Regions from separate parts of the Mus musculus genome. Here all the other regions are linked to region 1. The links are chromatin contacts, called in public Hi-C, HiChIP or PLAC-seq and promoter capture Hi-C maps. All regions are on one chromosome and are shown on one strand. Each heading gives the region's core, a stretch centred on a gene start, on an enhancer-like site or on the middle of the called end of the contact. The rest is flanking DNA. Distances are from core to core; before and after follow the strand shown.

Region 1 (3,174 bases), core at 211-2,710:
TCAAGTTGACAGAAAACCAGCCAGTACACAAGTCGACACAAAACTAGCCAGTACACAAGTCAACACACAACGCGCACAAGCTGAAGGCAAAGAGAACCAAGCATCTACCAGGCCTCAGTTGCTATGTCCACTTCTGCAGCCACTCCAAAACACCTGTCAGAAATTCGGTTTGATAGAGAACTCACCGAGGGATTTCCCTAACACCAGGTCAACCAGGGCACCTCAAACCTGGAGGCACGACTGGCACAATACAACCTAAAATGGGGCTCCCTCCTTCCTCTGAGCTTTTTGTGGCAACACCAGTGACTGTCACTCCTTTCTCCTCTGGGGGCCTAGCACCGGCTCTTGGGTAGCCTTTCTTATTCCTCTCCTTCTGTGAGACATGCCTTCCGACTCAACACTTCGGCTCTGCCTTCCCTCAGGGTAACTTCTTTGTTTCCCTTTAGGAAACTATCCTCAATTGCGGCCAACTGTGCTCCACTGAAACTCTCTCCTTCCACTCCAAAAGTCACCACCATGCGTTTTCTGGCCCAAGGGACTTTACGGTCCCTTTCCTACAAGCAGCCATTCGGTCTGTCCTGTGCACGTTTCTCACTAGTTTTCTCCCTTTCGGGACAGCCCCGCTTCTAAGGGACAAGCGACTTACAGATGTTACAGATGCACCGGCGCAGGCCTGCTCGCCCGCCCGGTGAGCTGGGGATGCGACCCCACCCAGCTCTGAAGCGGCGGATCGCTCTCCCTACCCCACCGTGGGACGAAGGCCTCTACGCCCTCTCCCGCAGCCAGAGCGGGGATGTGACCCTAGAGCCCAAAGGGGCTCCCCGGCACCGGAGATTCTCGAGCTTTCGGGCCAGCACATGGCCGAGCTGCTCTCTCGCCAGCGCAGGCGCACAAGCGCTCCGGCCCACTCCCTTCATCCCGCGGCTTCGCGTTCCGGGCCGTTACCTTGAGGGCCTCAAGCCCCATGAGACGGGACTTGCGATCTTGGTCCTTGATAATGAGAAAGGGGCGCCCATACTCATCGAAGGCGAGGGTCCCCACGGACGCCATGGTGGACGAACTAGAACGAGCGCTCCTCCAGTAACCAGCGGGGACCACTCGGGAAGAGAGACACACCGCACCTCCCTCTCGCGAGAGGACGCAGAATCCCGCGCATGCGCAGTGCAGACCCCGCGACTTACTTTTCAACAGTGACTTTTTTTACGCCGCAGAGTAGCTTCTGGAATCGGCCGCTGTTGGGAACGTCCGTTTTCCACGAACCGAGGGGGGGGGTGTTCGAAACTTAGAAGGCGACGTCTAGCACACAAATGCTAATACTAGACATAATGTAGTCACTGATTCAAGGATTTAAGTTTTCAAAGTTTTTGAATCCAGAGTTGCAGCGGGGAGCTTATTTCCTTAAGATATTTTTCTTTTCTTTGATTGCCGCCCGGGCTCTAAGACGTTGGTAGATTCCACTTCCGGTCTCCCCGGAACGCGCGATGGAGCGAGTAGGTGAGGTTTGACCGGCCTGGCGGCGGGCGATATAGTTGTCTGTGGCGCGGGCGCTTGTGGGGATCGGGCGCGCGTGGCTGCGGTGCTCTCCGTCCCGCGCCGGTCGTGGCTACCACAGTGCTTGCTGGGGGCTGCTGTCCGCACCTCCGTGCACAAGACTCACTGCTCAGCCCGATCCTAGGTCGGCTGGAATCCACCCTGCGGTGGACGAGCTGCTGCTTGGAAGCTATTGAGCCTGTAGCTTTGTTTTCTTGTCTGCAAAGATAATAATAATAATAATAATAATAACAATAATAACAGCAATAACAACAACAATAATGACAAAATAATAGCAACAAAAACAATAATAATAATAATAATGATAATGCCTACTTCACAAGGTTGCTGGACGTGCCTGGTCGTCAGCACATAGTATTTGTCCTTAACTTCCCAGGTTACACAGATCCTGGGCCTTCCCCGCGCGTGTACTGTAGGTGGAGACAAAGTAGCACCGGCTGGTGCTCAGAGTCTCTTGTTCTCAGCGTTTTGCTGTTAGAAAGATACCCCGTAAGGGTAACTGCACGGTACGTCTGCCAGAAATCACGATTCATTTTATAAGCTCGGATTTATTTGTGACGAGTTTCCAGTCTCTCCACTCGTACCCCACAGAACAGAAACTGTCCCTGCCGTATTGTCTGTTTTTATTAGGTACTCAAAATTAGAGTGCATATAACCTGTATGACAGTAGGCTAGCTTTCAGGTCTGTGCTGTTACATGACACAGATTGACATTATGTCAGGACAAGGTTTTTAAAGTTAACACAAACAAGGTTTCATTGTGACATTTTCATTCATATATATATATGTAATTGTACCTTGCCATTGACCTATAAGCTGTCCTCATTATCCTCTCTCCTCCTGGTCTTCCCTCTCAACACAGCACACACACTTGTATACAACAAGATTCTGCATCTGAGCGAAAACATGATGGTTCTGAGTCATTAGTTTACAGTTGAATAAAGCTCTGTGTGTATGTACACCACACTGTATCCATTCCACTGTTGGTGGACATCAAGCTAGGTTCAAGAAAGACTTCAAGGATGGCACGGCAAGTAAAGGCGCTTGTTGCCAAGCCTGACCGCTTGTGCTAGGTCTCGGTCCCACGTGGTGCAGGAGCGAGCAGATTCCCACGTGGGTCACAGACCGCCTTCCAGTCAGGCGGCTGCTCCGCTCCCACTCTTCTTGCTTGCACGGGCCCAGTGGTTCGATGCTTTTGCCCTCAGTTCAGATTCCTAGTTTCCTTTCCCCTGTATTCCTTCAGATGCTCATACATAGGCTGACACGTCTTTGCCTCAGTTGGTTTCTACAACTCAAAGGCCAGCTGGGAGACCCTGGAGACCGGGGCGTCATTATTGTCTACCTTCTGGCTTTGTGCATGTGTCTACAGGTGAGGCAGACCTTGGGCCATCTGATTTGTGTTTAACTGTCGTAGCCCAAATTGATACAGTATGATCTGTCTATGACAGAAAGAATTCTTTCTTTTTTTAAAAAAGGGATTTATTTATTATTATACATAAGTACACTGTAGCTGACTTTGGATGCACCAGAAGAGGGTGTCAGATCTGATTACTGGTGGTTGTGAGCCACCATGTGGTTGCTGGAATTTGAACTCGGGATCTTTGGAAGAGCAGTCAGTGCTCTT
Region 2 (3,174 bases), core at 307-2,806, 490 kb after region 1:
TTTGACCTGTAGGGAGGTGGCTAAGAACTGCACCCACAGAGGGTTTCTGAAAAAGGAGTTAGAAAGTGAGTCCACTATAAGCACTTCATTGGCCGATGAATCTAGCTGCACAGGGCCCGAAGAGGCCAGAAGATGGTATCAGAGCCCCTGGAGGTGGAGTTTGGGTTCTGGGAGCTGAATTCTAGTTCTCTGGAAGAGCAGCTCTTTTTAATGAACTTTGTTCACAAATGTGGATGTGCATACATAGATATCCTATCTATGGGTTTATATTTAGATATAGAAATAAAGTTGTACATGCAATTTACATATATATTGCATATAGACATAGACTCTGTTTGCTATACCAGGTCAGAAAGAAAACATTTAGCCCTTTGCTTTGGAGTCTTGAGGACATTTCTTTCATTTTCATCCTGATGGACAGGATGAAAAGTCTAAGGGGAGTGGTAGCAACCATGTCCAGCTCTAAGCACTTTTTTTTACCATTTCTGGTCCCCACATTTGCATCAATGTTTGAGCAAGGAGTAATCCCCATGTTGGTTTTCCAATGATATTTTTCTTATCTTTACCGAGTATCAGGAGCTAAAGAGGAAGGAGATCCTGATAGGGGCATGAAGCTGGTGAGGCTAGCTGGTTCAGGATGTTGGTGTAGCTCTGAGCTTTGGGCTCCATCACAGCCTCAGATGCTTAGATCACATGAGAGGCATCTGCTCAATGCAAACAGACTGCACTCTCCCAGAAGTGCCGATTAAAAAGTTCAGCCGGGAGACTCTGTGTTTGTTCTCAAGCGCACCAATGAGGGTATCACTGTATCCCCTGGAAAGCATGGAGATATTATCTTCCTCCCAGTTACCAGATGCAAGGCAGAGGAAGGACTGCAAAGCGCTGCCCCACAGAGAGGGGAATCAGGCAATCTGTCAGTGGGGATCTGTTCAAATTCCTAGTGTCTCTGTGGATATTGATTTTGCCATGAAGCTGCTTATGCACATGAAGAAGATATTGTGGGCATGATATTGTGTGAGTGTTGCAGAGGAGGCTGTGTGCTGGGTGGGGAAAGCACTTCCATGTGTGCTCCTTATCGAAACAGCGGAAGCCACTGCTGCTTTTGTATGTTAAGATAAAGATATTACTCTATTGGCCTTAAATGAAGTAAGTTTTCAGCAAATGATTATATTAACAATAGCAGTGTCAGGAAACTTTGTTCATTGAGATTGTTAATTGCTTCACCTTTTTTTTTTTTTTTTTTTTTTTTTTTTTGTGGCAATAAGCCAGCGCTTGGTCTCTAGCCATGAACCGCTCGCCTGGCGGATCATAAATGGCCCATTTCCCTGTTATTTTAACTCCCCCATCACTCTTAACTGCGCCCCCCATGCAACTTTCCTCCCTGACCTTCCAGCACATTCCCGGCTTTCATGAGCTTTGTATTTTAGTTATTAAATTTCAAAAGAAATGGAGCAACAGGACTGAAATATATTTCTCAGAAATACAGCTGTGCCAGCAACGGGTGCCGCGTGTAAAGTATGTCTCTTATCCCCCCACCCCCACCCTCCTCGTCACATTCCGGCAAATAAATCTGACTCTCTGTGGAACAATTTTGGTGTTAGCACAAAGTAATTCAAAGCAGCAGGGGTGGGGGAGAGGCATCGTTATGACCGGCAGAAGATGTGTTTGCAAAATCTGGGCATGGAATGATCTGGTTGGGAAGGACGCTTAGCCAGGAGCCCAGAAAATCTTTCTGTGTTCCCTAAATTAGCAGGCATTTATTCTCATCTATGGCGATTCACAGGATAACACTATAAAACTACTTTCACCCGAGATTTTTCTCTTTGTCCTCCTCCATAATGATATGCTAGGACTCATACATTTATTGATTAGACAGAAGGTGCAGTTCCATATCTATGGGCCACCTAAAGGGGGTTGTTATGTTCCTTAATAGGATGGAGAAGGAACCGAGTAGAGATCACCAGGATAGGAGATAGATCCCAGGGCCTGGCCTGCTAACCATTGATCCAAGGTTGTGAGTATCAGAAAGAAGGGGGTCATGTTGAAACTGGGTTACCTTTTTAAGTATAGAATTAGAATTTGTAGGAAGAATGGGTGGAAAGGGGGGAGGGGCAGGAAGGAGCCAAGGACTGGACCAAGGACAGAGATGACAGGTAGTCTGAGGTACATGGGGTTGGAGCGGGGTGGGGGGCGGGGGGACGACATCAATGTGCTCATCAGCAATTGAGATGGAGAAAGAGGCAGAGAGATGGGGGGGGGAGAGGAGGGAGGGAGGGAGGGAGGGAGGGAGGGAGGGAGGGAGGGAGGGAGGGAAGGAGAAAGAGATCACCCAAATCAGGCACTTAAAACCCCTAGCAGTATTTACCTGAGTAAGTGCCCTGAAGGCAATCTATCTATCTATCTATCTATCTATCTATCTATCTATCTATCTATCTACCTACCTACCTATCTATCATCTATCTATCTATCATCTGTCTGTCTGCCCCCCCCTCTGTGTGTGTGTGTGTTTGTGTGTGTGTAGAACCCCATGAAGATCATTTACGAATAAAAGAGCAAATAGCCACAAGTAGAGAGGGATAAGTTCAAGTCACCAGCAGAAAGCAGCTGGGAACATTGGGGCAGGTTTCTCTCCATGGTCGAGCTTCCCATTTCCAAAATTCTAGCTTCTCTTTTGCACTATAAGCATTTTATTTAAGATCTATCTATCTATCTATCTATCTATCTATCTATCTATCTATCTATCTATCTATCTATCTATATCTATCATCTGTCTATCTTTCTATCATTTCTCTCTCTCTCTCTCTCTCTCTCTCTCTCTCTCTCTCTCTCTCTCTCTCTCTCTCTCTCTGTGTGTGTGTGTGTGTGTGTGTGTGTGTGTGTGTGTGTGTGTGTGCAGATATGTATGCAGACCAGAACAGGGTGCTGGAATGGAATCTTTGGAGCTGAAGTCACAGGCAGTTGTGAGCTGCCTGAAGTGGGTGCTGGGACTGGAACTCTACTTGAGCCTCAGATTCTATTAACCACAGAGTCACCTTCCCAGCCCCCTCTAGGTGTTTTTCCATCATGGGAGAAGTGTGGTTGCCTCTGTTGGACATGGCTTACCTCATAGCTTTTCTCAAGAGCATAGCGTTTCTGTTCTGGGACTGTTGACTACATTCTTCTCCCTGTCACAGA
Region 3 (3,174 bases), core at 435-2,934, 440 kb after region 1:
GGGACCTCACAATGAGATGGGTCTTGTCTCCCCTTTGCCTGTATTGAGTGTTCACTGCTTCTGTACTGGACACTTCTGGATCTCATGACTGGTCCTAGATATCCTGGCATTTCAAGGTGCCCAAGGTGTGTATAATGGCACATCGATCTCTGAGCAGGAGCTCTGGCTAGTCAGGGAGTCTCAGTGGGGTCCTATGAGGACAGACCTTGGTCTGTTGCCAGCTTGGAATGTTGGGGGCTTTCCTCATCCAGGGGAATTCCAAAGACCAAGAGTATATTTCCTGTTTGTTGGTGTGGATAAGACCTTCAGAAGTCAATTTGCAGCTATTCGTAGATCCATAGTGTGTTAAGAGCTATCTCTATAATCTCCTTCAAGGTCTAAGAAACACTGTGGAAGAGGAGAAACACTATGAAATGCCGTCTTCTTGATATGACATGGCCTGGGAAACCATGAGCACACAGCAGCTGTGGCCACCTGTACTAGTCCCGTACACATAACAAAAGGCTTGCAACTCCGAGGGGCTCCATTTGGGAAGAGGGATACTAAATGCTAAGAGTGGTTGAAAGAAGGTAGTATATAGGAATAGAGTCTCAAGGTGTATATCTGATTAGAAATCGTCAAAAATATAAACTAGAAAATAGGGAGAAAATTGAGAGCTGAAATTGAGAGCTAGTAGGTATTTGTACTGCATAGCATACTGAGTGTCTAGCCCCATTCTTCACATGCTTAACTTAGCTGAGCCTCAAAGCATCTAATGCCCTAAATACTGTTATCATCTGTGTTAATGAAACTGAAACACAGAGAAGTTCATCCATTTGCATAAGATCACAGAGCCTGGAAGCAAGGTAGCAAGGATTGGAACCCAGACAGCAAGGCACTAGAGACTGGGTTTAGCACTGTCCTCTTGAATGTGGAGTCCTACAAAGGCTTTTGCATTCATTAACTCATTTACTGTCTGCAAGTGATGGTTTCTAACATGTAAGCCCATGAACCGGGATTGCTAACAGTGTGCGGACCTTTAGTGATGCATTATTCTTCCTGATATGCTATTTTATCATCTTGCTGCTCACAGTTTAAAGCACTAGAAATAACCAAGACAGAAAAGGTAAAATTGCAAGTCTTATTCTGTCCACCAACCCCATGATTCCTTTATTCTGGAGGATATCAGGATGACCCTTTCATCATGAAAGGGAAAGAATATAGGTTGATAAGTTCACAGTGCAGGTTAGACCAGAGAGAGTCTCCCGTTGTTTCTGAACAGTCCGCAGGATGCTGGGCTCACAGTGGGGTACAGATGGGCATGCTCGGGAGGCCATCTGGCCCTCGGAGGATTCTGGCCAGGCATATGTCCTCTGAGCCAGCGGAGCGGCTGCACTGGCTAAGTCAGGCAGATGCAGTTAGATGAAGTGCCCATTTCACAGCCTACTTTGTTCTGTTGGTGTTATTACCTTCTTAAATAGCCAAGGAGTTAAAGTAGAACCATTTAGCTGATCTTCCCAGATGTGTAAGTGAGATGATTTGAGTGGACACATGTTGTAATGATTCTTCTTTGAGGGAAAGGGGAACTAGGCTAGGTAAGCATTTAAATGGCTGGATTTAAAAGTTAATGGAGTATTCACAAGCCAGTGGAGTAAGGCAGGAGGCGGCTATGGGGCTGCAGAGATTTGATGAAGACAGGAAACAGGCCCTCTATGCCTCGAGGAGGAACGGAGGCCAGAGACAGCTGCAAACATTTGTCAGCTCTGGCAACTCCCATCTGAGAGCCAGGGCTCTCGCCTCCCTCTTACTGAGAGTTTCTGTCCTCCCTGCTTGTCTTCTTTTGGGAAAAGTTTCCTGGATTTTACTGCAGCTTATAAAAGGCTTGCCTTTTACCCTGTGAGTTCCCAGATAAGCATCACTCCCACTATCCCCAAAGGATGTTTTCTATAAGCAAGGATATTTCATTTCAAAATGGAATGGGTAGTTCCAAAATTACAAAGAAACAACTTTTGCCTTTAAGAAATGTTGAAGTCACAGGGAAGGGAGGCTTGGATTCTTTGGGTACGATTTTTTATCTCTAGCTTTTATATGTGTGTCAGTAGTGAGGACACAGTGTCCCTTCCAAGGTGGCTGGAGGCTGAGCCTGGGTAGAACCCAAGTTTGGGAATCATGTGTGGTGTACAAAGGGGCCTCCTCACATGCTCCAGCACTACTCCAACATCTAGATCCATCTTAGCAAGGTCAGCAGGATGTCTGTGTGAGTGGAGGGGTAGGAAGAGATCTTTGCTAGCCAGAGACACAGGCAAGAACCTCATTATCTGATGATCTAATGGCAGAGAGGGGGGGGAGAGAAGGGGAGAGAGGGAGTGGGGAGGTCCAGATGGCTTCCAGAGCATGTCCATCTGTATGCCACTGTGTTCTGAGAACTCTTCAGAGACACCAGGAGACTCTTTCTCTGGTCTAACCTGCACTGTGAACTAATCAGAGAGAGAGAGGTGGAAGGGAGGGAGAGAGAAAAATGAATGAATCAGTTTATGGAGGGAAGTATTGGGTGTATATGAAACATAAGGTTCAATGACTGGTGACCTGGATGGTTTAGCAACACCTTAGAAAACAGATGCCAGTACACCATCATGCTTGAAGCTCAGGAGGGTATGTGGACTAACCAAGAGGGTAGACAATGTAGTATTTAACACAGAAGTGATTAGGCCTGGTTTATGTTCTTTCACCCAGGCTGCTACATAGAAGATAAAGTATGAAGGGACCAGGGTCTGGTCAGCCAGTGTTTGCTCTCTGTCAGCACACCCTAAGCTTATCACCACTTCTGTAAGGGAGTGGGAAATAGATTTGCATTGGCTAGTGTCTTAGTCAGGGTTTCTATTGCTGCACAAACATCATGACCAAGAAGCAAGTTGGGGAAGGAAAGGGTTTATTCAGCTTACACTTTCCACATTGCTGTTGATCACCAAAGGAAGTCAGGATTGGAACTCAAGCAGGGCAGGAAGCAGGAGCTGATGCAGAGGCCATGGAGGGATGTTCCTTACTCTCTTGCTTCCTCTGCCTTGCTCAGCCTGCTTTCTTATAGAACCCAAGACTTCTGGCCCAGGGATTGGCACCACCCACCATGGGCCCTCCCACCCTTGATCACTAATTGAGAAAATGCCTTACAGCTGGATCTCATGGAGGCATTTCCTT
Region 4 (3,174 bases), core at 367-2,866, 380 kb after region 1:
ACAGTAGAGAAAACATCTAGGAAAATATTTGACAGCTTTCATGATGACCAGTTTTCTTTTTTATTTTATTTATTTTTTTATTAGATATTTTCTTTATATACATTTCAAATGCTATCCTGAAAGTTCCCTATACCCTCCCTCCGCCCTGCTCCCCTACCCACCCACTCCTGCTTCTTGGCCCTGGCATTTCCCTGTACTGGGGCATATAAAGTTTGCAATACCAAGGGGCCTCTCTTCCCAGTGATGGCCAACTAGACCATCTTCTGCTAAATGTGCAGCTAGAGATATGAGTTCTGGGGTTACTGGTTAGTTCATATTGTTGTTCCACCTATAGGGTTGCAGACCCCTTCAGCTCCTTGGGTGCTTTCTCTAGCTTCTCCATTGGGGGCCCCGTGTTCCATCTTATAGATGACTGTGAGCATCCACTTCTGTATTTGCCAGGCATTGGCATAGCCTCATACGAGAGAGCTATAACAGGGTCCCTTCAGCAAAATCTTTCGGGTATATGCAATAGTGGATGACCAGTTTTCATACCTGCCTCTTCCAATATTCAACTGAGTTACTTGCTTACTGGAATCTGGTCTCTTCTTTCTTCATTTCTCCTCTGGACAGCTTTCTGCCCCCACCTCTCTCCCCTCTCCCCCTTACTGTTGCTTTCTTCACTTTAATTCACAGTGTGGCAGGTAGGTTACAGCTTCATGGTGACCACAAACGATGACACTGTTGACTTGGTCCTTCATGACAATACACGTTGTGTGTTCAGCTCCTTGAAGTTGATGTTTCTAATCCTTTGTATTTGTTTAGAGTTTTGTCCTATCCTGTGAGTGAGGTACTAATTGTCCATGCAACACTGCTAATGTGATACACACAGTTGGTCCCACTCAATTCAGGGTCCAGAGGATGCCTGCTAGACGGCACAGAGACTTGCTGGTACATACGCTCTGAGAATTGCTGAAATAAGTAATTCAGTTATACGGAAGGGACAACCAGTGACCAAGGTTTATAATGGACAGCTTTTATCTGGCTCCTCTGTGCCACTTGGCTCAAATGTATGTGACTCGGGACAGAACAGTGGACTGTCTCCCAGACAGCTGGATGACAATAGATCTATGTCTTGCAGGAATGGATGCAAAAATCAATGGGATATTATAAACAAAGTCACCTAGAACACTTACATTACTCTGAGCAAAAGACACTTGAGGTCCCAAGTGATGACCTGCAAGCTCCATGAAAATAAAAGTGTGGTTTGTAAATGGAAGTGTCTCCTTAGGCTCAGAGAAGCTCTTGCAGTGGCCTTCATTCCCTTGAACTGGCTCATCTGCAAAGTGACAGTTCAGCTGCCAATCTGTGCCTTCCCTCTGGTTGATTACTTTTGTGACTTTCTTGACCTTGTGGTAATTCCAGTCTAGCTTACATGGAATTGTAGACATATTTGGAGACAAAGGGAGTGGCTGACACAAGACCAGGGTGGCCTCTACGTAGGGATTTAATTGCCCCTGGCAGGAAAGAGAGGGCCGTTTTAATAAAAAGGTTTTGAACTGGGAGGAAATTAGTAAACGATCATTTAAGGAAGGACTATTATCGTTCTTGCGTCTGACACTTTAAACACAGCTATTAAACCATCTACCTCACGCTGACTGAGACATGAAAACCAGCAGTCAGCCACACTTCCGGCAGCCAATTGTGCAAGATTGCTTACAGCTTGTCTGCTAGCTACCAATTCTGGCTTTCATTTTCCACATCTGAGACTTGGAAGAGACATTTTGGTTTTTTTTTTTTTATATAATTGTCTTTGTTTTACTTTGAAATTCCCACATAGAAAAGTAGGTATGATGTACACACACTATTGTTCAAGATAGTCTATGAATCAGGAGCCTGGTTAAAACCATGTGGTCTAAGAACCAACCTCCTTGGGCCCTTTCTGGCACTTTGATAATCTTTTTCTTGCTATTCATACATATTTTCATCTCATAAACTGGATTACTAAGTTACTAAATGGTTTACTATGTGTATAGTCGAAGTTCTTATCCTGAATTTAGCCTCTTTTATGTCAGCTTTCACTCAATGCTGTATCTGCAAGCTTTACCAAAGAGCAATTTTATTGCCTGTATCAATGTGCCAACCCTAGGCAAGCAGTACACAGCAGGAAGAGCTATGCCATCCAGCTGTGAAAGGGAAGAGTAGAAAGGGATGTGTGTATTGGATGTTCCCTTGCCTCCAAATGCTAGGATTGCTCCAGTAAAATCCAGCCCATGCAGTATGACCGATGACTCCAGGTTAGAACCCCTAGACTAAACTTCCTGGACTAGCCCAGCTTCCCTGTCTCCAGGCTTACATGGTGGACTTAGTCTCCAGGATTCCCTTCATGCCAGGCCAACTCCAGCAGCCCCAGGCTCTAGACAGGCTCTGTGTAGGAATGATGCTAGCAGCCCAGATTCTGTCCATGCTTAAAGGGTGGTCCCAGTGCCAGATAAGCCCAGACTCAGGCTGCAGGCCTGTTCTAGGGTTAGGTCAACCCCAGCACCCCAAAATTCCAGATCTAGTTTGTCTCCTGCAGCCCTAGATAAAAGGCCTATGGCAACGTTAGCTTGGTAACCAGTACTGATCAGGCAGGGGTCTGTGTATACAAGTACTAGACCTTATGTAGTGGTCTGTCTCTGTCTTCTTTGACATTATCTGGGAAGCAACGGTGCACTTAGTTTATCACAGTGTGATCAATATCTTGCTTTTTAACTCAGACAATATAGTGCATCGGCTTCTCTCTTCACCCCTGAATTGCTTGCATTTGTATTACTGTGTTATTTAGTCATCCAAGACTTCATTTACATTGATTCATACAGCCAATGTTTATCTGTTTTATAACACAATCTCATTTATTTTTTTTTTCATTCTCATCTCATTCGCGGCTATTTTCCTTTTTTTTCCTGAAGCACATATTTCAGAATTTTAGAAATGAGATTCTGCAGGTGATAGAGAATGCTGCAGTTTACTGAGCGTGTGTTTCACTCTCACTCTTGAGCTATACTTTGATGACTCGGGATTATTTCCCTCCAGTTTAACTGAGACTATGAGACTCCATACTCTAGATTTTATTATTGCTATGAAGAAACCAGCTAGGGTTTTAGAAATGAAGCTGCTGCTTTGATAGTTTCATATCTCTATATGTTGCATTCT
Region 5 (3,174 bases), core at 402-2,901, 360 kb before region 1:
AGAGATCTGACAACCCACCAGCTGTCAACAGCAGCTTTCAGCTGTCCCCACGGTGCACACAGCACTGCTGGGTGCCAGGTACTTCCCTGTGCAGGGCCTGCTAGTGAGCTTGCATCCCCTTTGGAGACTGTAAGCTTAGAAAATTAAAGTTATGTTATCACCAGAATGAAATTTCACAGTAGAGGGCATCTAGGGTTCTCTAGCTCCTTAAAAAAAAAAAAAAAAGCTGCATGGATCACACAGTCAGACTCCATGTTCTTAACTCCCATGATGACAGCCAGGGCCTTGTTGGGGATAGGCATGGGTAGAGTAACAATGACTGGAAGCTGAATGGCTGTCCCGGGCCATGGCTGAGGAGGCTATCTCATGAGTCCACCAGTGTGGGAAGCTCACCAAGCCAAGTTCCTGTGAGTGCTCAAGCAGTTGAGCACTTGTGCTCTGCTGTTGGCTGTGTCCCCAGGGAAGATGAGTTTTCTGCTAAGGCAATGCTGGAATGGGACCTCCGCAGGCAGGACTTTGAGAGCTGTGGCAAACGCGAGCCTGCGGATTGGTAATGACGACAGTGCAGTTGTCAGAGCTGCATGGTATGTGGCCCGGGTGCGGTTGTCTCAGCCCTCCCTGGGACTCCACAAAGCAGAACCCCATGTGGGACAAGCGCAGCCCACTGGAGAAAAGTAGACTCGGTCTTAGATCTTTGAGTATATCTCTTCCATTTCAGACAAAAATAAAAGTCATACGGCCACCGCTAGCTGGATTCGTGTGAGTCACGAGGGGAGGGAGCTAGTTCAGTGCTTTGAGTTTGTGCTCTTCACAGGGAAGGGCTAGCTGTTGTCTTGCGGTCTTAGTACATTATACATCTCTATAAACAGACTCCTATAATTGATGGATTATAAAGCAAAGCCTTGTCTTGACGAATGATTCTGGAGATTTATAGCTGTGTGGGCTGCATCTGGCGGTGGCCTTTGCTGAATCACAAGGTGGTACCGTGCAATGGGTGGTCCCATTGCAATAACAGGAGTATGTGCGTGCGTGCGTGCGTGTGTGTGTGTGTGTGTGTATTTCATGTCGTGGCACATGTGTGGAGGACAGAGGACAACTTAGGAGTCTCAGTTCTGTCCCACAGGGTCGGCCCTCGGCTTCAAACTTAGGTTGTCAGGCTTGGCAGCAAGTGCCTTTACCTGCTGAGCCATCTCACCTGCCCCAGCACACAGAATCTTGATGAGAACGTATGGGGATTAGTGCCAGCTAAATGGATCAGTGTTCTGTTGATGATGCTTCTGAAGAGAAGACCGTGATGCTGACACTGGAGTGAGGCCGGGATCACCCCCACACCCCTTCTTTTTCACCATCTGAGCGCGTGGCTCCCCAAGGCTTCCAGGCTAACGCTGTGGGTTATGGTCGGGCATTCACTTTTCAGGCAGGATCTACTTCTGGTCTGCCATTAACACGAACCTAGAAAGCCTGATGAGTTTATGCTTTTCTGGATAGATATATCTCCACACAGCGGAGAAAACAAAAACACGGGGCCAGCCTAGTGGAATGTTCCTAACTCACCAGTGACAGCCAGGCCCTGGTGGGGTGTGTGTGTGTGTGTGTGGACTGAAGCAGTGCGGGTGGGCGTGCTTTACCCACACTGACTGGCGGGTCAGATTCCTGAGGAATGTGTCAGAGAGGCTATCACACGGCCTGCTTGACTTTGCTCAGTCTGGGTCCTGCGCCCTGCACACTGGCATGCATCTCGTTTCCCAGAAGCTCTGAGAACATGGAGCACAGGGGTGTGGTGCGGTGGCAGACATTCTCACCCATCCCTGGTGGAACCTGGATCCTCCCAGTGCCTTGAGAATCCTGTGTTCTGATATTCTGAAGTGTCACCGTCTCGTTAGAGCCAGGGACAGACTGTCGAGAAAATTGGAGACCCAAAACAAGTGAGTCAGAAAACCAGACTCCCTGTAGGTCAGAAGAACAATTCGTAAAAGACCAAATGTCTGTAAATAAATATCAGTGGCAAACAAATACAAAATAAAGCCGCACTTCTCTTGCATTAAAAGAGAAAAATGAAAATAAAAAGATAAGCCGGGCTGGAGAGACGACTCAGTCAATTGAGCACTGGCCATGAAGCATGGAGGTGGTTTCCAGTCCCCAGCACCCTCATAAAAGCTGGACATGGTGGTGTGTGCCTGTAAGCCCAGCTCTGCGGGACGCAGTCCGGAAGATCCCTGAGGCTTGCCAGCTAGCTAGCATAGCTGAGCTGTAGAGATCTGGGTTCGCAGAGATGCCTGTCTCAACATAATAGGGTAGAAAGCCACTGGGGAAGATACCCAATGTCAGCCTCTGGCTTCCACATGCCTGTGCACACCCGGGGCAGGGGAGGACATTTCCCTGATACTGTTTCTTTTTTATTAATTGCATATGAGTTGGCTGTCTCCACCTTGAGCTCGCCTCTCCTTGCCTCCCAGCTTCCTTGTTGAGCTCCTTGGACTGCAACCAGGGAATTCGTACTTTCTTCTCTGTCCCTCACGTCGTGAATGCCTGGAGACAGTCCCCTCCTCACTGAAAACAAGGCTGCAGCCCCATCCTGTGTGCATCTCACACCTCCTTGTTGTGGCTCTGCCTCAGCTCTGAACACTGGCCCACCAGGCTGGGAAAGACTTCCCAGATGGCCTCTCCTCCTCTGTTCTTAGGAGGGTGGTGGAGTTGGTGTTTACATAAGTAGCTGGGCCGCCCTCTGTCATAGCACTGACTTGGTCATGGCCGCTACTCTCTAGTCCTCCACTCGCAAGCTCCCAGTGCTGCTTCTCTCCTCTCCCGCTGTGTCAGCCGCATGCTGTCCTGGCGTGCTGACAATCAGCTCTCCATGGATACCTCACAGTTCTGCGGTCTGCATCCTGAGAGCCAGGACGCACCACCGAGATGGCATTACCCTGAAAGGAGGCATTCCAGGTCAGAGGGGCTTGAGCACTGCCCCTTCCCAGATATATCCAGATCAGAGGAGGAAAGGCTCCATCTTTCACCCCTGAGATGGATGCTGGTGGTGTCTGCAGCCAAGGAGAGCTGTCTCCCTGTCTCCAGAGAGGAGAGAAGATGCACCAGAGCCCTGTGTAACATCAGCCACCCTCATTTCAGGGGTTCCATCCTAGGAGGACCCCACTAGCATCACAGGTGACATCTGGTCCT
Region 6 (3,174 bases), core at 472-2,971, 310 kb before region 1:
CTACAGCCGTCCTTTAACCCACTACACTAACACACCAGCATGTTCTCTCTCTCTCTCTCTCTCTCTCTCTCTCTCTCTCTCTCTCACACACACACACACACACACACACACACGCACAATAAATATAAAAATATATTTCCAATTATTTTTAAATCTCAAGGACATTTTAATTGATGGGGGAAGAAAAGCCCTGGATGAAAGCGCATATGGCGTGCCACTCATAAAGAGATACACAGGGAAACAGAGGTACATTTTGTCCAGGGGTGCTCCCCTCCTGGAAGGGGTGGATCACGACTAGAAGGGCCCTTAGCTTTGAAAAATAAAGTGCAAATATGTGGAAATCAAATGAATAAAACCACACCAACCCAAACAAATGACAGGAAAATACCATATGTTTCATAGCACTTTTAAATAATTTATGCACATAAGTTTATTCAGGTAGCACAATTGTATACCATGAGAATGTTTATTTTACAGTTGGTTTTTAATTCTTTTACCTCTGTTTTCTTCTACTGTCTTTTTTCTAGACCTTTAAAACAAAATTTGCCCGAAGTTAAAAGAGAGAAATACATTCTTCCTGCTGGATATCACATTTAAAAGTTATGTAACTCATCTACCCAGAATTGAAGCTGCGGGGAGGGGTCACACTTAGTAGTGGGTCCCAAGATAGCCCTGAGGTCTAAATAGGAAAATATCCTGTATAAACTGTAGCAAAACTCTCATCTCAAAATAAAACACTCTGGGATTTACAGTTACGTCCATATTCAACAGCTTTAGGACATCCAGCAACTGACAGGAGTTTTAGAAATGACAAAGAAAATCTCTTCACATTTAAAAAAAAAAAAAAACAGAACTCAAACCAGGAGAAGGAACCTGAACCCTGGCGATGCAGAAGCCTGCTTCCGTTCCTCACCATCTGGTCCCCACTGCCGAAGACCCTCACACCCAGCAAACACTGGGCACGATTCTCTTTTCATTGTTTGCTTTCCAGAACTATCATTGGAACCAAGAAGGTTCCAATCGTAGTAGACTTAGCTGTCACCTGAATGGAGTTCTGGGTTCTAACTCCACAGCAGGCTCTAGGTAGGATTGGGATGGTGGGATGGGAGCAAGGGACATTTAGTATCCACTCATCCTACTCATAGTCGAACCATTTTGAACCAGTTTCTAGAACTCTCTAACTATTATCTTAACTGACTGATTACTCAAAGTCCACTGCTCTATATGAGATGGCCAGCTTCGTTTTTCTCCCGTCTTCATTTTCTTCTAGAACAACAGGAATCACACCACAGCCAGAGAAAGCTTTCAAAGCGCAATGCCCTGGTCAGCAGCAGCAGATCTCATACTGAGGCAAACTAGGAATCTCAATGCTCCTTTAGAGTAAGATGCTGTCCTAGGGTGAGCCTATGCCAGTTCCCACAGAGTCTACCCCCATGCCCACGCAGTAGGCTGGAGGCTATGGGAGCTCTCCAGGGGTGGGGTTCTCTCAGGTCTGGGCCCCTCCTGCAATGGCACACATCAAAGCCAGAGCTGACCCTGATGCAGCCACGCTATTTGCTCTTGGCCACCTGGGGCAGCATCACCTTCTAGTAGAACAGCTTAGGCTAGGAGAACTCCAGCCCTATCAGGTTTCACATTGTTTGGGAATCTGGGTAGACTCTCAGACTCTGCAATCTGTCTAAATATACACCATCCGAACAGGTTACAGAGTCATCCCCTGGGGGGTGGGGTGGGGAGGGAGTGTCCCTGTGAGCCACCACAGCTAGGACATTCACAAGCACAGCTCTGGCCCTTCCGTTTGCATATTTAACTGAATGTCATTCAAGGTCCCCATTAATATGACCTAATGCTGAGAGCTGCCACTGGTCTGACAGAGGCTTCACCCTTCATCACAGGCTTGCTTCAGCCTGGGGCAGAACTGTGTGTTGCACCTGGCAAATAATGCCTCCAGACGAATTCCCAGTCACTTATCTAAAATGTTCAGGAATAAACACAGGAATCCAAGGGTGAAGAAATGAACAGCTGGTTCCAGTTACACCAATGTGCAGAACTGGCAGCCAATGACTTAGAAGTGACTTAGAAGTGACTTTTCTTTCTTTGTGGTTAACTCTACCCTCACTCTGATGATCCCAGGTCTCCTTTTGTTATCTATATGACTTTGTTGGTTTTAAGAGTCTACCATGGCCAGGTTCCTTCCTCCCTTCTCTAGAAGCCATGGCCTTCCACATGGTTGCCCAGTTTGAGGAGCCAAGGGCTGGCAGCACAGACCATGATCCAGGCAGTGGCCAACACTGGAGAACTAGCTGGAATTTCCCAAACAGGAGGAAGAGGAGGGAGCCTACAGTGAGATGCCGTCCCTGGAGCAGCACTCAGGATAACTGAAGATGCTTCCAGACTCCTGGGGATAGCAGGCCTTACATCATTTGGGGACTGGAGTTAGCCCCTCTCCACAAGCCTCTCACCTATAACTTCCTTATCTCTGCTCCAGAGACCTGGTCCCAGCTGCCAGCTGGGAAGGAATGGGCAGAGAGCACTTGGTATACTTTCTCTGAGCCTATAAACCCATTCTCTAGCCAACATCTTGAGTCCTCTTTCCTGATGTGCAGAATAAGCTTCCAGAAACAGGGGAATCCAAAGCTGAAGGGGACCATCTTGCTGTTCTTGAGGTATCAGGTGTGGCTAGGAAGCCTGGTAGGAGCTGAAAAGGTGGCACAAAGTCCTTCCTGTCACCTGCCGTCTTCCTCTAGCGCAGCAAGCACACTGCCCATCAAGGACATGATGGGCCAAGTATGCAGAACTTTCCCTGATCCTTCCTGAAGAGCTATGTGGGTTTCTGCAGAATGACTGAACATTTTATTCTTGAAAGCAAGGAGAAAAGACCAGGGGAGCAGTGGACAGCACTGGGGGTGGGTGGGGTGGGTATGGATGGCCCATCTGGCAACCAGTTGTCTCTGCTTACTAACTGGAGGCAACTGTTCACCCAAGGGTCACAAACAGAAGAAGCAACTGACATACAACTCTGGCTTTAATATGCACAGCTATTCCCATGGCCACGGTGCCCATAAATCTCCACAGAGAGACAAGTTCCAAGATCGCTCTTAGAAACAGCAGCATTGACACTATCTTGGAAATATGTCTTCTGTCCAGTTTAATCCTAATTGACTCAAACATCCA
Region 7 (3,174 bases), core at 320-2,819, 310 kb after region 1:
CAGCATGTGGTAGATTGGGGCCTTCGGGCTGGCCCATCATTTCTTGGATTTTTTTTTTCCCTCCAGTTTTTTCCAGGTGTTCTTTTCAGCCGCAGGTAATAAGTAAGCTTATGTTATTTTATGACAAGAAGCCTTGAAAATTCATTGTATCAGGGTAAAAAAAATCTTGATATGACAGCATTTTATTAACAAAGATATTGAAGCATGATGTCATTTTTTTCTCTAATAATTTATTTTTCCATTTACTTTATATTCCAATCACAGTCCCCTCCCTCCTCTCTTCCCAGTCCCACCATTACAAATCCCTCTACCCATTGCCCCTTCCCCTTTTCCTCAGAGAAAGGGGAGACCCCCTTGGGTACCACCTTATCCTGGAACACCTAGTCCCAGCAGGACTAGGAAGATTCTCTTCCATTGAGGCCCAGTCAGGCAGTCCAGGTAGGAGAAGGGGGTCCAATGTCAGGGAATAGAGACCAAGACATTCACAGCTCCACTTGTTAGGAGACCCACATGAAGACCAAGCTGCACATTTGCAACAAATGTGTAGGGAGCCTAGGTCCAGCTTCTGCATGCTTCCTGTTTGGTGACCCAGTCTCTGTGATCCCAGGTTAGTTGACTTAGTAGGTCTTCCCATGGTGTCCTTGACCCCTTTGGCTTGCTGAATTATATCCCCACAATTATATCTTCCCCAAGATTCCCCAGGCTCCACCTGATGTTTGGTAGTGGATCTCTGCATCTGCCTCAATCCACTGCTGGATGAAACCTCTCAGGATACAGTTATGGTAGATTCCTCTCTGTAAGTATATTAGAGTATCATTAATAGTGTCAGTGGTTGGCACGTTCACAAGGGATAGGTCTCAAGTTATGGCAGTCATTGGCTGGCTATTCCCTCAGTCTCTGCTCTGTTTATCCCTGCACATCTTGTAGGGATGAAGGTTCTGTGAGTGGACTTATGTTTTCCTCCCTCTACTGGAAGTCCTGCCTTGCTACAAAAGGACCAGGATTGCATTAGTTGATAGAAGGTTCCAGGAATTTAGAACTATATTCTGTCTCTCACCAGGACATTTGCACCCTCTGCCAAAGGGACATAAGTTGGCAAATTTCCAGGTAGCAACTCTGTTTATGTTCTGGAGACATTGAATGGATAGATTTTTGAGGCATCTCTTCTGGAAGTTGGCAGAGTTAGGCAGAATAACTTTGGCCAAAATGGCCTCACAAGACTGCTGTCAAGCTCAATGAATTTCTTACTGCACTTTTCCTGGCTTAAGCCGAGATCTGCTACATTCAAATTGGCAATGCAGTTGCTTCAGTTACCTCCAAGGATATTTAATAGAGATGACTCCCCCCCCCCCTTTTCTTTTGGTATGTTTTCATCTTTATGGCCACATTGCTCTACCTTTAAGGGCAGATAGATAAACCATTTTTACAGGACCCCCACCTTTTAGGAGGAAGCCATCCTCTCAGACTGGAAAGGGTGCTACTAAAGTCCTGTGGCACAGAGCTGTCTTGGAGTCAGAGGCTGTAGAAAGCTTCCAGGTAACTTGCTCATTCCAAGTAACACACTTGTCAGTGGGGCCTGGGGTGGGGGTGGGAGATTTGTAGAAGTAGGAATTTTCTCCGGAGACTGAGTGTGGCATTTCCCCAGAGGGTTGGATCCAGAAAGGGGTGTCTTCATCGTGATAAGACATTTCAGTTCTCTTGAGGCCGCCGTTTTCACTTTAAGAACCAAGGGGCAGGGAGCCAGGGGACTAAGACACCAGCACTCCAAGCCCAGGATTCACTTTCAGAAGTAGCTATGCCCAGTGTTGGGCAAGGCTACTTCTATTATTAGAATTCTTCACTGTGGCTGCCCCACTGGAGTGGATTTTGTGGGCAGATCCTGATCTGAAGAGCATGGGAGGGCATCCCTACTTCCTCCTTAGCAACCCGACAGCGCTACTGCAGGTGCTATGCATGTGCACAATTGGCTTTAATAGTTTAAAGCACCACGGTATCGTTTGTCTCTTTGCCTCTTCTCTAATTGAGCTTTATCTCATGTCTTGAAAACCGCAGATCTCCAGAATGCACAAGTGTGGTTGTCAACACCTGGGATCATTAAAACTGTCTTCTAGGTTTGACGCTGCTCGAGCGAGCTGGTCTTCTGTGATCATGACTCTTATCTCCTTTCCCAACCCCACTAGAAGCCGCTCATCAATTATACATAGAAAATGTAAAGGTTGGGTTTCCTGTCTTGCATTCATCATGGAGATGTATAGTAAATGCAGTGAAATTGGTTGCTACACTTGAATTTGCTTTCAATCAAACTGACCTTTAAATCACCCTTCAAATTCTCTCCCATCCTCCATCCCTTAATAGCAATCGGTCCATAGAACAACTTTTACTAATGACATATTGAATTAGATTAACTTTATTTCAGCCCCGCTGGAAAGGTTGGAAAGTAGCTTTTATTGCATGCTCTAGGTGAAATCTCATGCAATGTATTATATTAATATGCTATTTGATTCTCCAGCTGAGATAAGGAAACAGAATTATGTTGGAGAATGGAAATCACAAGGCAGTCTCAGCTGAAAAGCCATCAAAACTACAGGGTAGATTTCTGAAAATCAAAACCCGGGAAGAAGCAGCATGCTTAGGGGCTGCGCCTCTCTCCTGCCTGGGAGGTGCTCCTGTGGTTTATTACCAGGGACCCCACCCCTACCCATTCATATAATGATTATTATCATCTTCTTTCAGGTCTTCTCAGTCTCTGGATGTGCTTGGCTGTTTACCTGTGTCTTCCTGATCTTTCTGCAGTAGATAGATTTGCAAGTGCAGCACTTTTGGAAAGCCCCTGACATGTCCCTTGACCTGAAGCAGAATCCAGGGAAATTTTGCTATAGAGTAGCAAAATTCAGCTACAATATCGCTACCTAAAGCAACTGCTCATTCTGTAGCTGTGACAGTCAAATTTTCTCCCTCATTTTTCTATTCATCTTCCCCAAGTCCCATTTTCTAGGGGGTACAATAGCTTGAAAGAATATGCTTTTTAAACACTCCCCATGTGCAACTGAGAGTCTTAAGACGTTCTTTCAGAGAATCTCAAAGTCTGTTCACATCTTCTGCAAAAGTCACAAGGTTTAAAGGAAGCCACAGACACTGAAGCAAATTTCCAGAGCTCTCAAGAAACATCTGTTT

The links. Promoter capture Hi-C pulls out the DNA fragments that hold promoters and counts their contacts. Hi-C and Micro-C count contacts between places; a contact is called where the count stands out from the background. HiChIP or PLAC-seq counts read pairs in DNA pulled down with a chosen protein or histone mark.
Region 2: a Hi-C map of uterus shows a contact between it and region 1, with 2.5 times the contacts expected there. The contact joins the enhancer-like site here to the promoter of Atpsckmt in region 1. A contact is called at or near these places in 3 of 39 promoter capture datasets (frontonasal cranial neural crest, hippocampal neurons and second pharyngeal arch cranial neural crest), 3 of 484 Hi-C or Micro-C datasets (nephron progenitors and uterus) and 5 of 115 datasets of contacts at active chromatin or transcription factors (astrocytes, embryonic forebrain, forebrain and 2 more).
Region 3: a Hi-C map of uterus shows a contact between it and region 1, with 4 times the contacts expected there. The contact joins the enhancer-like site here to the promoter of Atpsckmt in region 1. A contact is called at or near these places in 7 of 39 promoter capture datasets (the C10 cell line, cranial neural crest, frontonasal cranial neural crest and 4 more), 1 of 484 Hi-C or Micro-C datasets (uterus) and 4 of 115 datasets of contacts at active chromatin or transcription factors (astrocytes, embryonic limb bud, large pre-B cells and 1 more).
Region 4: a promoter capture Hi-C map of second pharyngeal arch cranial neural crest shows a contact between it and region 1, with 5 times the contacts expected there. The contact joins the enhancer-like site here to the promoter of Atpsckmt in region 1. A contact is called at or near these places in 4 of 39 promoter capture datasets (the 3T3-L1 cell line, cranial neural crest, maxillary cranial neural crest and 1 more) and 3 of 115 datasets of contacts at active chromatin or transcription factors (acute myeloid leukemia, embryonic limb bud and embryonic stem cells).
Region 5: a contact with region 1 is called in a FOXA1 HiChIP or PLAC-seq map of pancreatic cancer cells. The contact joins the enhancer-like site here to the promoter of Atpsckmt in region 1. A contact is called at or near these places in 1 of 484 Hi-C or Micro-C datasets (muscle stem cells), 4 of 115 datasets of contacts at active chromatin or transcription factors (bone marrow-derived macrophages, memory CD8 T cells and pancreatic cancer cells) and 2 of 9 other capture datasets (adipose tissue and liver).
Region 6: a contact with region 1 is called in an H3K27ac HiChIP or PLAC-seq map of trophoblast stem cells, with 4 times the contacts expected there. The contact joins the enhancer-like site here to the promoter of Atpsckmt in region 1. A contact is called at or near these places in 5 of 39 promoter capture datasets (the C10 cell line, HPC-7-derived erythroid cells, embryonic stem cells and 2 more), 6 of 484 Hi-C or Micro-C datasets (B cells, the HPC-7 cell line, bone marrow-derived macrophages and 3 more), 21 of 115 datasets of contacts at active chromatin or transcription factors (the HPC-7 cell line, the SCID.adh cell line, a beta-TC-6 cell line and 8 more) and 4 of 9 other capture datasets (adipose tissue, embryonic stem cells, liver and 1 more).
Region 7: an H3K4me3 HiChIP or PLAC-seq map of the SCID.adh cell line shows a contact between it and region 1, with 9 read pairs. The contact joins the enhancer-like site here to the promoter of Atpsckmt in region 1. A contact is called at or near these places in 4 of 39 promoter capture datasets (the 3T3-L1 cell line, hippocampal neurons, maxillary cranial neural crest and 1 more), 1 of 484 Hi-C or Micro-C datasets (nephron progenitors) and 2 of 115 datasets of contacts at active chromatin or transcription factors (the SCID.adh cell line and large pre-B cells).

The regions. Positions count from the first base shown.
Region 1 is chr15:31,600,656-31,603,829 of GRCm38.p6, forward strand. Atpsckmt (ATP synthase C subunit lysine N-methyltransferase) reads left to right here and starts at 1,461. Exons shown (of 5, transcript NM_026546.3): 1 at 1,461-1,494. The coding sequence starts at 1,482. Cct5 (chaperonin containing Tcp1, subunit 5 (epsilon)) reads right to left here and starts at 1,191. Exons shown (of 11, transcript NM_007637.3): 1 at 946-1,191. The coding sequence starts at 1,050.
Region 2 is chr15:32,092,650-32,095,823 of GRCm38.p6, forward strand. No RefSeq gene overlaps it. Among named protein-coding and RNA genes, the nearest start is that of Gm32499, 62 kb to the right of the region's middle. Within about 2 kb of position 1,557, at least 15 of the 459 cell types and tissues checked have an H3K27ac peak or open chromatin away from gene starts, as enhancers often do. A contact at or near this core is called in uterus, where this site is marked.
Region 3 is chr15:32,040,652-32,043,825 of GRCm38.p6, forward strand. No RefSeq gene overlaps it. Among named protein-coding and RNA genes, the nearest start is that of Gm32499, 110 kb to the right of the region's middle. Within about 2 kb of position 1,685, at least 19 of the 459 cell types and tissues checked have an H3K27ac peak or open chromatin away from gene starts, as enhancers often do. A contact at or near this core is called in uterus, where this site is marked.
Region 4 is chr15:31,978,610-31,981,783 of GRCm38.p6, forward strand. No RefSeq gene overlaps it. Among named protein-coding and RNA genes, the nearest start is that of Gm32499, 180 kb to the right of the region's middle. Within about 2 kb of position 1,617, at least 8 of the 459 cell types and tissues checked have an H3K27ac peak or open chromatin away from gene starts, as enhancers often do. A contact at or near this core is called in second pharyngeal arch cranial neural crest, where this site is marked.
Region 5 is chr15:31,244,485-31,247,658 of GRCm38.p6, forward strand. All of the region lies in intron 2 of Dap (death-associated protein), which reads left to right. Among named protein-coding and RNA genes, the nearest start is that of Gm41285, 17 kb to the right of the region's middle. Within about 2 kb of position 1,652, at least 87 of the 459 cell types and tissues checked have an H3K27ac peak or open chromatin away from gene starts, as enhancers often do. A contact at or near this core is called in adipose tissue, muscle stem cells and pancreatic cancer cells, where this site is marked.
Region 6 is chr15:31,291,085-31,294,258 of GRCm38.p6, forward strand. Ankrd33b (ankyrin repeat domain 33B) reads right to left here. Exons shown (of 4, transcript NM_001164441.1): 4 at 395-3,174. Among named protein-coding and RNA genes, the nearest start is that of Gm41285, 29 kb to the left of the region's middle. Within about 2 kb of position 1,722, at least 12 of the 459 cell types and tissues checked have an H3K27ac peak or open chromatin away from gene starts, as enhancers often do. A contact at or near this core is called in trophoblast stem cells, where this site is marked.
Region 7 is chr15:31,906,567-31,909,740 of GRCm38.p6, forward strand. No RefSeq gene overlaps it. Among named protein-coding and RNA genes, the nearest start is that of Gm32499, 250 kb to the right of the region's middle. Within about 2 kb of position 1,570, at least 2 of the 459 cell types and tissues checked have an H3K27ac peak or open chromatin away from gene starts, as enhancers often do. A contact at or near this core is called in the SCID.adh cell line, where this site is marked.